2 separate regions of the Zea mays genome follow, and region 1 is linked to region 2. The links are chromatin contacts, called in public Hi-C maps. All regions are on one chromosome and are shown on one strand. The core of a region is the stretch at or near the end of the contact, and the rest is flanking DNA. Distances in the headings are between cores, read along the strand shown. Region 1 holds the start of LOC100381872. Region 2 holds the start of LOC100170236 (starch synthase IV).

Region 1 (5,753 bases), core at 21-2,520, 160 kb after region 2:
CCTAGGGCGCAGACCAGCCACGTCAACAGGAGGCGCCATCATCACCCTACCCCGAGCTGACTCGGGCCGCAGGGAACAAGACCGGTGTCCCATCTGGCTCGCCTCGCCAGATAGGCAATGATGGCGCCCTGCATACTCTGTGACGACGGCGGCTCTCAGCCCCTATACGGAAGCAAGAGGACGTCAGCAAGGACTCAACCGCTCCGACAGCTGTCCCTCCGCCAGGCTCCATCGCTCCTCCGACGGCCACGACATCACACCAGCTGGGTGCCAAAATCTCTCCGGCTGCCACAACGGCATGTACTTAGGGCGCTAGCTCTCCTCCGCTAGACACGTAGCACTCTGCTACACCCCCAATTGTACACCTGGATCCTCTCCTTGCGCCTATAAAAGGGAGGACCAGGGCCCTCTTAGAGAGGGTGGGCCGCGCGGGGACGAGGACGAGACACGCGCTCGCTTGAAGCCGCTCGCTCTCTCTCCCGCGTGGACGCTTGTAACCCCCTACTGCAAGCGCACCCGACCTGGGCGCGGGACGAACACGAAGGCCGCGGGATTCCCACCCCTCTCACGCTGGTCTCCGGCCGCCTCGCTCTCCCCTCTTCGCGCTCGCCCTCGCGCTCGACCCATCTGGGCTGGGGCACGCGGCGACATTCACTCGTCGGCCTAGGGACCCTCCGGTCTCGAAACGCCGACACCTCTTACATCCGGGTGTGACAATAAGTTTGTTATCTTTTTTTATTCCTCACTTTTGTTAGTTTTTGGAATGATATAGATTAATCTATCATCATCTCATTCGTCCCAGATTATTGGTATATGCATGAGGATTGAGTTTAACATAATGCAAAGGGTGACACCATCTCACGAAAGCATGAAGTGATTTTACAAACTAAATATAACAATAATATATAAAAGACTATGTGCGTAAAAATCTTTAAAATATCTTATAATTTGGAGCGAATACAATAATATATTTTTTGTTTTATGTAAACTAAATCGAGGGCTAAACTTCACGTAGGGTGGACATACTCATCAATCACTTATGGCAATAGGGTCTAGCATTAAAAAAATTAGAATTATTTCGATTCGAAGGACATCCGAAACGATTTCTAGCCGAATTTCTTGTATATTTTATATAAGATTTGATTAATGAAAAAAAGTTGCTGGGTGAATTCCGATTTCCTACACAGACGAAACATCTCCTTAGCTTGCCGTACATTTTTCTTTTCTTCTTTACGCAAATGGTAAAACGCTTGGGAAACACAATTCAGCCCTGGCCTTTTTCCAGTTGAGTTCACCTCTTGGCTCTTGCCTCCTGCATCTCTAGAGAGGCACATCCCAGCTCCAAGCTTCGCGCCTTGTTGGATCGTGGCGTCCAAGCAACGGTGGTAGCGGAGCGCGAGGCAGTGGCCGCAGAAGGAAGCGCGAAGCATCCATGGACCAACGCCAGGTGGGTATTCCCATTTCGTTCATCCGTCTTTTTTCTCTCCATCCTCTGGGGAAGTTTGAATCTGAGCTTTCTCCTGCGTTCCCGATCTTCCTCGGAATTGATCTCGCCTTAGGAATTGCCCCATATCCGTTGTCGGTTCTCGGATTATGGCTCGCGAGTTCTGGTTCGGATTCGGGTGGATCCATTTAGGCTTGGAATGGCGCGTGGATCTCAGTTAGGCTGTGAAAGGGGCTTGGTGTGGCACGGGATCTGAATTAGTGAACCAATATTTAGTTTCTGGGATAGTAGGATGCACGATGCAGTTGTATTGGTTTCTTGGGATGGATCGGGCTGTCGGTGCTCTTTAGCTTATAAAATTCCCTGCTCAGTTGAGATCTGATTATTATCCGTCCAAACAAATAATGGCGTCAACATTGTTCAGGTGGTTAGCGAGAATTATGCCAATCCCATAACATGCTTCTTCCATGTGCTATTCAAGGTAATCCGCTTGCTATCTCATGGATCTTACATCGTGTTTCGTCGAATTATGGTATAGGGTAACGGTTTAACACTTACTAATTCTTATATGTTCGCTCTAAGGCGGGGGCGCTAGCCTTCTACATCCTATTCTCGCTCTTTGTGAAGAGCTTCGTCATCATCTTCGTGATCACGGTGCTCCTCGCAGCGCTTGACTTCTGGGTGGTGAAGAACGTCAGTGGCAGGATACTAGTCGGGCTGCGGTGGTGGAATGAGATCGATGATGACGGAAACAGTGTGTGGAAGTTTGAATGCCTTGATGGGGAGGTCTGTGCCTGCTTTGCCTGTGATGTTAATTGTATTCGTGTGTGAAATTGTTGCAGGTTGTAACTTGAATGTTCCCTGCAGTCTCTCGCTCGGATGAACAAGAAGGATTCATGGCTGTTCTGGTGGACTCTTTACTTGACTGTGAGTGAATTTTCTGTTATAATGAATGTCATGGTGTAGACGATAGACATCGTTGGATCGGTGTCATGATGTCTGAGATTACTTGATTACAAGTTGCTGTTTGTGACCATCTTTTTATGAACCAATAAGTCAAAAATTGTTTCATTAGGAGAGACCTGTTCAAACGTCGGGTCAGGTCGGGCCATTGGCTATTTAGCGTGGCCCATACCCGACTCGTGCCTAGTGTCGGGTTGGCCCATGCCTACTGTTTGACGTGTCGGGTCGGGTTTTTTCGGATTGGGTTGGGTTTTTTCGGGCTGGGTCGGGTTTTGGATTAAAAATCATGACATGTACCCAATCCGTGAATTGTTGCGGGTCAAAAATTATGGCCCGTACCCGCTTGTTGCATTGGTTGGATCGGATCGGGTCGGGCCGGATTTTTTTGGCGGGTCGGGTTGGGTGGCTCATGATCAGGTCCGAGGCTATGTATATTCACTTGGTGTTTATGCTACCTGTACAAATGCACTTGGCTATTTCATTTTTCCTTGTTCCTTAGCTGTGCTTGTCCATTATCTACTTAGTTATGTTTGATCCAATTTCTCTATTGTTTCCATTAACTTACACGATTTAAGTGTACAAAGTTCAACAAAATGTACCTAAATCCAATTGTGGTTTAATAACTATCGGGTATAAGTCTGGTTAACAACTTAATATAGGTGCAATATTTTGTCAACTTAACACTTGAAATTTGATAACTGGTACATCTTGCATGAATGAAAATTACTTGTAGTTGATTCTAGCTTATCAGTTAAAGCAGTCTTTTGAGAGGGAAAAAATAGCCCCTTTTGACTGTTCGTTCTCTCCCATGGTTCCAGTATACCACAATATGCAGTTATGCACTTAGTTGGGGGTTCTGTGATAGTATCTTTACCTCAACAAATGTTTGCTGATCTGTCTGCTCTCTTGAGAAGATGGAAGTCTTATCTTAAGTCTTAACATTGTAAATGATACCAGAGAAGGCTGTCACGTCCATACTTGAGGGTGGTCCGTTGAAGGCCTTTTATTGTCTATTCTATGTTTACCAACCGTGACAACTGATATGTATTAGAATATATATAAACAAAAACAAATCTCTTCATGTTTCAGGCTGCTGCATGGATCGTTCTTGGTATATTTTCACTCATCAGGCTTGAGGCTGATTACCTTCTTGTTGTTGGAGTTTGCTTGAGTCTAAGCATTGCAAACATTGTTGGATTCACCAAGTGCAACAAAGGTACGTCGTAATTGAGAAGTTTCTAGTGAAGATTTATTGCCCTAGTTATTTTACTCCGAACTGATTGTCCTTTCATAAACTGGTGATTGAATGAGATGGACTGTTTCCTATCAGCTAAGCATAATAGTTCTAAAGCTAATACTTTTCAGTTTTGTATGATTTTATATGTTCAATTATGTGTAGGGGTGGTAATGAGCTCTAAATTTTACACTACAAAATCTAAGGATCGAATTGGATTGAGATCGGGCTCTATTCCTATTTATTTTTGAGCTACCATTACCACCCCTAATTATGTGCAAGCCATTCAGCTTCTTGGTTTGCTGTCCATCATTAGAGTTTGGCATGTTACAGGAACAAAATTTCATCAGCTACATGCTTGTTTTAGATTTTTTAACCTTCACTATACCTGTACTGTTCTTCACAGTATTATGCTATTATTTGTTATAAAATAATTTTTATTTTAGCGTCCTGCCTTTTGATGTCATATGGGTCTAGTTGGGGTGGAGATAAAACTTTTACCTTGAGGACTAGTTTGAGAGCCACAAAACCGGAGAGAATTGGAGGGGCTAAATTCTCCTTCTTATTCAATTTTGAATAAGAAGGAGAATTTAGCCCCTCCATTCCTCTCCGGGTTTATAGCTCCCAAACTAGCCCTGAAAGTTCTCAACAACTCTGTACACAGCCTGAATTTCACCAAGTAAAATCTAACATTTGGCATTGCCATTACTGTTACAGATGCCAAGAAGAACATCCAGACTTTCGCTCAAAATGCACTCGCTTCCCGTGTCACATCATCGCTGCAATCAGCATTCGGTGTCATCTGAAGTCCCACGCGGAGGCCCTGGTATTAGTATATTACTCACAGCGGTGTACAATTTGTCAAAAGGATGAGCTTGCATTCTACGTTTACTGCCTTTCCTCTGATTGCAAGGATGTAATTCTACCAGCGTAGACAGCAAGCATATTGTACTGTCCCGTTATCATTCTTTTTTACCTCATACAACAAATAGGTCGATTTTGATGTCATTACCAGAATCCTTTGGTTTATCTCTTGGGTGATTTATCCATGAAGCATACACTTGTCTCATGCACTGAGGAGTCTGCATCAAGCGCTGTTTTTACTTTTTTTTTCTGGCCATGGAAATTAAAAGTACGACTGCAGTAAACCTACACTTATATGAACCTGATAACCAACGCAGAAATCATTGGTTGCTTAGACGCCAAGGAAGATAGTGATGAGAGGCCTAACTACTGGTCTGTACTGACTTGACTACTGAAGATAGTGATGAGGGGCCAAACATTTCGTTGCTTTCTAGCACTATTTTGAAATTAGAAGGAAATGACGAGACACATCATATTTTCCTTTTGGAGCTTGTAAGAACTATCATAAATAGTTACACGTACATCAAGGTACAAAATCTCTGTACTCTGCAGCACAAAATCCCAAAATAAAAAGACAGCAAATTAACTTAAGCTTGTAACTGAGCATTCCCAGTGCTACTTTGCCTTCTGTAGTAGTTCTGTGTAGTGTGTACAAGGAGTCAATCTTCGTCAAGAAACAGCCTGGTGCAAGATATCCCTCCAATTCTTCACCGCTACCCATCTTCCATTCCATAGATGTGGATCCAAAGGTCACGACTCGGTCAATGGTCCGCATCAAGAGTCTGACGTTTTCTTGGATCCGCCATGGATCAAGCTTGCCAGCTTCACCCTGGGCTTGGAGTACTCCCCGCTCATCGCAAGCTTGGCAGCAAGGCCGCTGCCGAAATCCGTGAAGTGCACGCCATCCCAGCTGACCACCTTCGCCTCCGGTGGGCACAGGTCGCCACAGCCGGGTCTTCCCTGCTTCATGTTGTACGGCGGCCCGCCGTTGCCACAGCACACCATGAACGGCCACTCGATCCCTGGAGAAGAAGAGCAGCTAGAGCATTATATTATGGAGAAATGCACGCTATCGGCAACTGAGCCAGAAATTCTGGAGAGGATTTGCCGCCCATTTGAACTTGATACATACCGTATTTGGTGTGGTTGGCGACGAAGTCGTACTTGATGGCGAACATGTCGGTGTAGACGACGGTGGCGCCCTTGAGGTGGAAGCGGAGGTCGTCGCAGAGCTGGCTGAGCTTCCTG
Region 2 (5,057 bases), core at 1,809-4,308:
AAAATGGCGCAACCAAACGCCCGCACCGGGCCTCAGTCGCGCAGTACGACGGCCGGGTCCTTGGACGGCCCGAGGTCTCCCCCTGGGCGACCGGCGCCGGGATCGTCGGACGCGTCCCTCGCGGCGGTGGTGGCGGGGTCAGGGTCGGGGTCGCGGGCGGAGTCGATGGCCTCCTGAGCCTGGTCGAGGTAGGGCTTGAAGCCGACGCGGAAGGAGAGGTAGCCGAAGGCCACGGCGCCCAGCACCACCACCCCTGAGCGCATCGCGTTCTGCCGCGCCCGGCTCCCGCCCGCGCTCATCGCCGACACGGACGCGCGCACCTGGTCTGGCCTCCTGTCGACCTGAGAAGACAGAACGGTGGATGGATCCCTGATCCTTCCCAGCCTCCCTGGATTGGACGAGTGCAGTGCGAGTCTGTGGACTGAGGGTGTGGGACAGTGGGAGTGTTTTGTCTCTATAAAGTCTAAGCAAACAGCTAAGCTGCCTACTCGATCCGTTCCTTCTAATCTTTCCCTATCTTAAAGTCAGACTGTGCGCAGCGGTCACCGCTAGCACTCCCCCTCCCCTTGCATGTCGTCTGTAGGGGGCACCCTACGGCCGCAGCGGTGCCCCCTACAGCGCCCCCTACGTGTCGGCACTCTTCTCTCTCCCACCAATCTAGCGTGTCACTGTTCATCCCCCTAAACACTGTGCTGTGGGTCCACGAGTAATTGTTAGTAGATAAAAAATTGATAGTTGATATAGAAAATGATATTTTATAGTTGTAGTGGGGTATAAAGGAGTATTTAGGGGGAACCGCTGCGGGAGATGAAAAAATAGGGGGGAAAATAGGGGGAAAAAGTGATATAGGGGGAAAAATTTAGGGGTAACGGTTGCAGATAGCCTCACAAGTTATGGATGGAGCATGCCGGTGGCCGGTGGGCACTGGGCAGCCTGAGGCCTTGTTCGTTTGTGTCGGATTGCACCCAGAATCGTTCCAACTAATCAAAGTTTATATAAATTAGAGAAGCAATCCGGTTCGGAATCGTTCTGATCCACCAATCTGACACAAACGAACAAGGCCTGAGCCTCGACCCTGTAGCGTGGAACGAGATGTGAAGAAAAAAAATGTGCGGAGGAAAGGAGACGAAGTCAACAACTCAACATGGAGCGAGAAAAAAAAACTATATATAAAACAGAAAAAAATGTTGCTGCCCAGGATCGAACTGGAGACCTTCAGTGTGTAAGACTGACGTGATAACCACTACACCACAGCAACTTTGACGTATATTCATACAGTTTTGATAATATATATTTACGTCCAGCCCAGCCCACTCCAAAGCAACGAAGACACAACTCTCCCCATAAAAATGTTTTCTCTATTTTAATTTATAATTCATTCGACTTATTAGTCTAAGTTTAATTGGCTCGTCTTATTTAAAAAATTCATAATAATTATTAGTTTTTACTGTGATATTGTTTAATATATAATATATTTTAAATGTGAATTTAAATTTTTCATTTTTTTTGAAAAAAATACGATTTGGTCAAGACATGAGGAAGAAAAATTGATCTAGTTTACGTGCTTTGAGTGACGCACAAAACTGATGCTTTAATGAAGTATGGATTATATAGTTAATAAGCACATGCTAATTTTGACACGATGAGGTTTGGTTATTTAGAAAATGATATGTACAAGAAATCACTCTATCATTAATATAACCTAACTATAGGTGGATATGTAATAAAAGTTAACAAATTGATCAGATAGAATTTGATGTGTAGTAATCTACTAATATCGATGCTTCCTTTGTTATTGCTTCAAAAAGTATATAACATTCGTTCAAGAATCTTGACAGCTAAGGCTATCTTAGAATTTATTTCATAAGCTATTTAAAACTTCACTCTATCTACAATACAATGTCAAAATGGTGTTTTATACTTTTTACGTTTTTTGGTAAGGATACTCTAACAATAGATGATAATACATATATGTGTGTGTTTAATGTTTGATCATTTTAATATGCAGATGTTTCTATTTATATATAGAGAGATAATATGATGAATTTGCTTATAATCTATGATACGATAAATCCACTTCACCTTTTGTCTATTTAGTCTAGATTGGATGGCCTGTGGTTTTTATAGAAGTTATTGTGAGATGTGCGTTGTGGGCTGTGTAAAACCTGCTATGAGCTATGATAAAAATTCAAAGTTGTTTGGTTAGAGCACTTGTGAAACTATTGGCAGTGTAAGAAATACTTGTAATGCCTATAAAGGTTTGGAGGACTATTTATATGCGAATAATAAAGATTTCACTAATTCACATCTATATGACTATTTTAGAAAGGAAAAACATTTTTAAATTTTTGAACCCGTCGGATCGCATAAATAGAAAATACTTTTAAAAATGACACAAATGACTCATATGATAATTACGTATGTGTAAAATTTAAATATGAGTTTTGATATATACGAATATAGATGGCTAAATGGGTCGTTTTTGACGGGCCGGTCCGAATCACGGCCCATTTAATAGTGCCGGGCTGGGCATGGCACGACAGCCGTGCCGTTCTTGGGCCGCTGCCTCGGCCCACAGTGCCGACCCGATTCGACACAATTATATTTTTTATTTTATAAAACATAATGTATATATATTTAGATTTTATATTTGCTATTTACAATAAATGTACTAGAGTTTTACTGGTTAGTCTCTTACATGCCCTATTACGTACAATTTTTTTTGTCATTTTTCTGATTTAATGGGATAACATGGACAAATTAAACAAGCCAAACACGGTTCGATTATCTGTCGGACCTAACGGGCTTGTACCGGACCGCCCGTTTGGACATCTATATATAAGAAACAGATAAGAAACGAGGTAAAGAGAACTTGTATACAGGTACAGTCTCCTTTAATTGACACGTCTTCTTTAGTATGACTCGTACCGCACTGCAGCCGTTGTGCCCCACGCCTCCCGATCAACGGGCCCTGGCAGCCAGATTAGTCCCGCGCCCCGCCTCTGGCTCTCCTTCCTCCGCCTTCCGCGCGCAGCGCAGAGCGCACGGGACACCCGCCGCCCACGCCTTCCGCCCCAGACCCACTGCACGTGCACGGCCACGCGACCCAGCCCACACATCCACTCCGCTTTTTCCAACCGCCGCCCACGCGAACCCCGACGCGGCCGCCTCGAGCTCCACTCCGTTTACCCTGCAACCCCATCCTCCTCGGCTTCCCATGTCGTGCTCGGCGGCGGCGGGCGCCGAGGCCACCGCTCTCCTGTTCCGCAGCGCCGCTCCGTCCACGATCGTCGGGCGTCACCGCCTCGCTATGTCTCGCCGGACTTCGCGCCGAAACCTCAGGTGGGTTGCTTTTATACCCGAGTGTTTCCGAAGGAGCTTCGTGTGGAAGGTGCTCATCATGTGTTCGGGGTATTGCATGTGACATTGGAGCGTTGGGGTGGGCTTGGCGATCCCCGGGTCATGGATTGAATCGTATTGTTGTACTACGTTATTTGCGCACTTTGCAGTGGCTGCAAACTACGGGAGTCGTCAACCGTGCTTGTCTTTTTCTTTTTATATGTTTAAGAAATGGCCGTTTGCAGTCTCTTTGAACACCACTGTCATGTATGAACGCACTGTTCTATTTATTTGTAAACATTTGTGCCAAAATAATTTTTGTTCTGAAAACATGATTGCATCTTTTTCGCTCAATTTTGCGCTGCTGAGGTTCATGTTTGATTGATGTCACTGTTCTGCCCATTTCTAAACATTGCTGTATGTTATGTACAACGTTTAGTTTCTAGAATTTGAAAATTATGTATCGTGTATGTATCAAGCTTCCATTTTCTTGTGTTAGGACTGGTGTGCACCCTCATCAGAAGAGTGCACCTAGTGCTAACCATCGTAACAGGGCTAGCATTCAGAGAGATAGAGCATCAGCTTCCATTGATGAAGAACAGAAACAGGTACTGCAGCAAATTCTTTAGCAATTTTGTCTTCCATAAGATAAGATGTTTTATAATCTATAGTGTTTGACACTGAGTATTTTTTCCATGTTTCATATGTTTTTAATTCTTACTCTTACACTGCAACTGTCAATTTTAAAACTAACGTCATTAGAAATATCAATACTCTTCTACTTTTCTATATTAGTTTATTCACTGTTTTTTCTTTTAAGCATTTCTGTTTTGATCTCTTTGCGGCAGATGTCTGAAGATGAAAATGGCCTACTAGACATTCAACTGGAAGATCTGGTAGGAATGATACAGAATACCCAGAAGAGTAGGAGATTCCTTCCTCTGAATATTCTTATTTTTTGTACGATATGTGCATATAATGAACTTTAATTTCAAATTTTATTTGGTTAGATATATTGCTTCTGAATCAAGCTCGTCTTCAAGCATTGGAACGTGCTGACAAAATTCTTAAAGAGAAAGAAACTTTGCAACAGAAGATAAACATTTTAGAGATGAAACTGTCAGAAACAGGTAAACAATCTGTGCTTTCTAGTGAAGTAAAGTCTGATGAAGAGAGTCTGGAGTTTGATGTCGTAAAGGAAGAGAATATGCTACTGAAGGATGAGATGAATTTTCTAAAAGGAAAGCTTATTGAGATAACTGAGACAGAGGAGAGTCTATTCAAGTTGGAGAAAGAGTGTGCTCTTCTAAATGCTTCCCTTAGGGAGCTCGAGTGTACATCCACTTCTGCCCAATCTGATGTGTTGAAACTTGGCCCTCTGCAACAAGATGCCTGGTGGGAGAAAGTAGAAAATTTGGAAGACTTGCTTGATTCCACAGCAAACCAAGTGGAGCATGCTTCTTTGACGCTAGATGGTTACCGTGATTTCCAGGATAAGGTTGACAAACTAAAAGCATCATTGGGAACAACAAACGTATCAGAGTTCTGTCTTTATTTGGTTGATATTTTGCAGCAAAGGGTAAAATCAGTAGAAGAGCGCTTTCAAGCATGTAATCATGAAATGCATTCACAAATTGAACTTTATGAACACTCAATAGTGGAGTTTCATGGTACTCTCAGCAAACTAATAAATGAAAGTGAGAAAAAGTCAATGGAGC

What was found. A called contact is a pair of places that touch in the nucleus more often than the background predicts.
Region 1: a Hi-C map of bundle sheath shows a contact between it and region 2, with 3 times the contacts expected there. The contact joins the promoter of LOC100381872 here to the promoter of LOC100170236 in region 2. A contact is called at or near these places in 7 of 25 Hi-C or Micro-C datasets (bundle sheath, ear, endosperm and 2 more).

Annotation. Positions count from the first base shown.
Region 1 is chr8:128,663,900-128,669,652 of Zm-B73-REFERENCE-NAM-5.0, forward strand. It overlaps LOC100381872, which reads left to right and starts at 1,271. Exons shown (of 6, transcript NM_001174657.1): 1 at 1,271-1,447; 2 at 1,869-1,925; 3 at 2,027-2,230; 4 at 2,312-2,371; 5 at 3,497-3,623; 6 at 4,359-4,709. The coding sequence starts at 1,433. The coding sequence ends at 4,447. LOC103635881 (GDSL esterase/lipase At1g09390) reads right to left here. Exons shown (of 5, transcript XM_008658265.4): 4 at 5,638-5,753; 5 at 4,953-5,527. The coding sequence ends at 5,280.
Region 2 is chr8:128,503,473-128,508,529 of Zm-B73-REFERENCE-NAM-5.0, forward strand. LOC100170236 (starch synthase IV) reads left to right here and starts at 3,059. Exons shown (of 16, transcript NM_001130118.1): 1 at 3,059-3,342; 2 at 3,839-3,947; 3 at 4,188-4,263; 4 at 4,350-5,057. The coding sequence starts at 3,218. It overlaps LOC100277828, which reads right to left and starts at 431. Exons shown (of 1, transcript NM_001321545.1): 1 at 1-431. The coding sequence starts at 299. The coding sequence ends at 33. It overlaps TRNAV-UAC (transfer RNA valine (anticodon UAC)), which reads right to left and starts at 1,258; the gene lies at 1,186-1,258.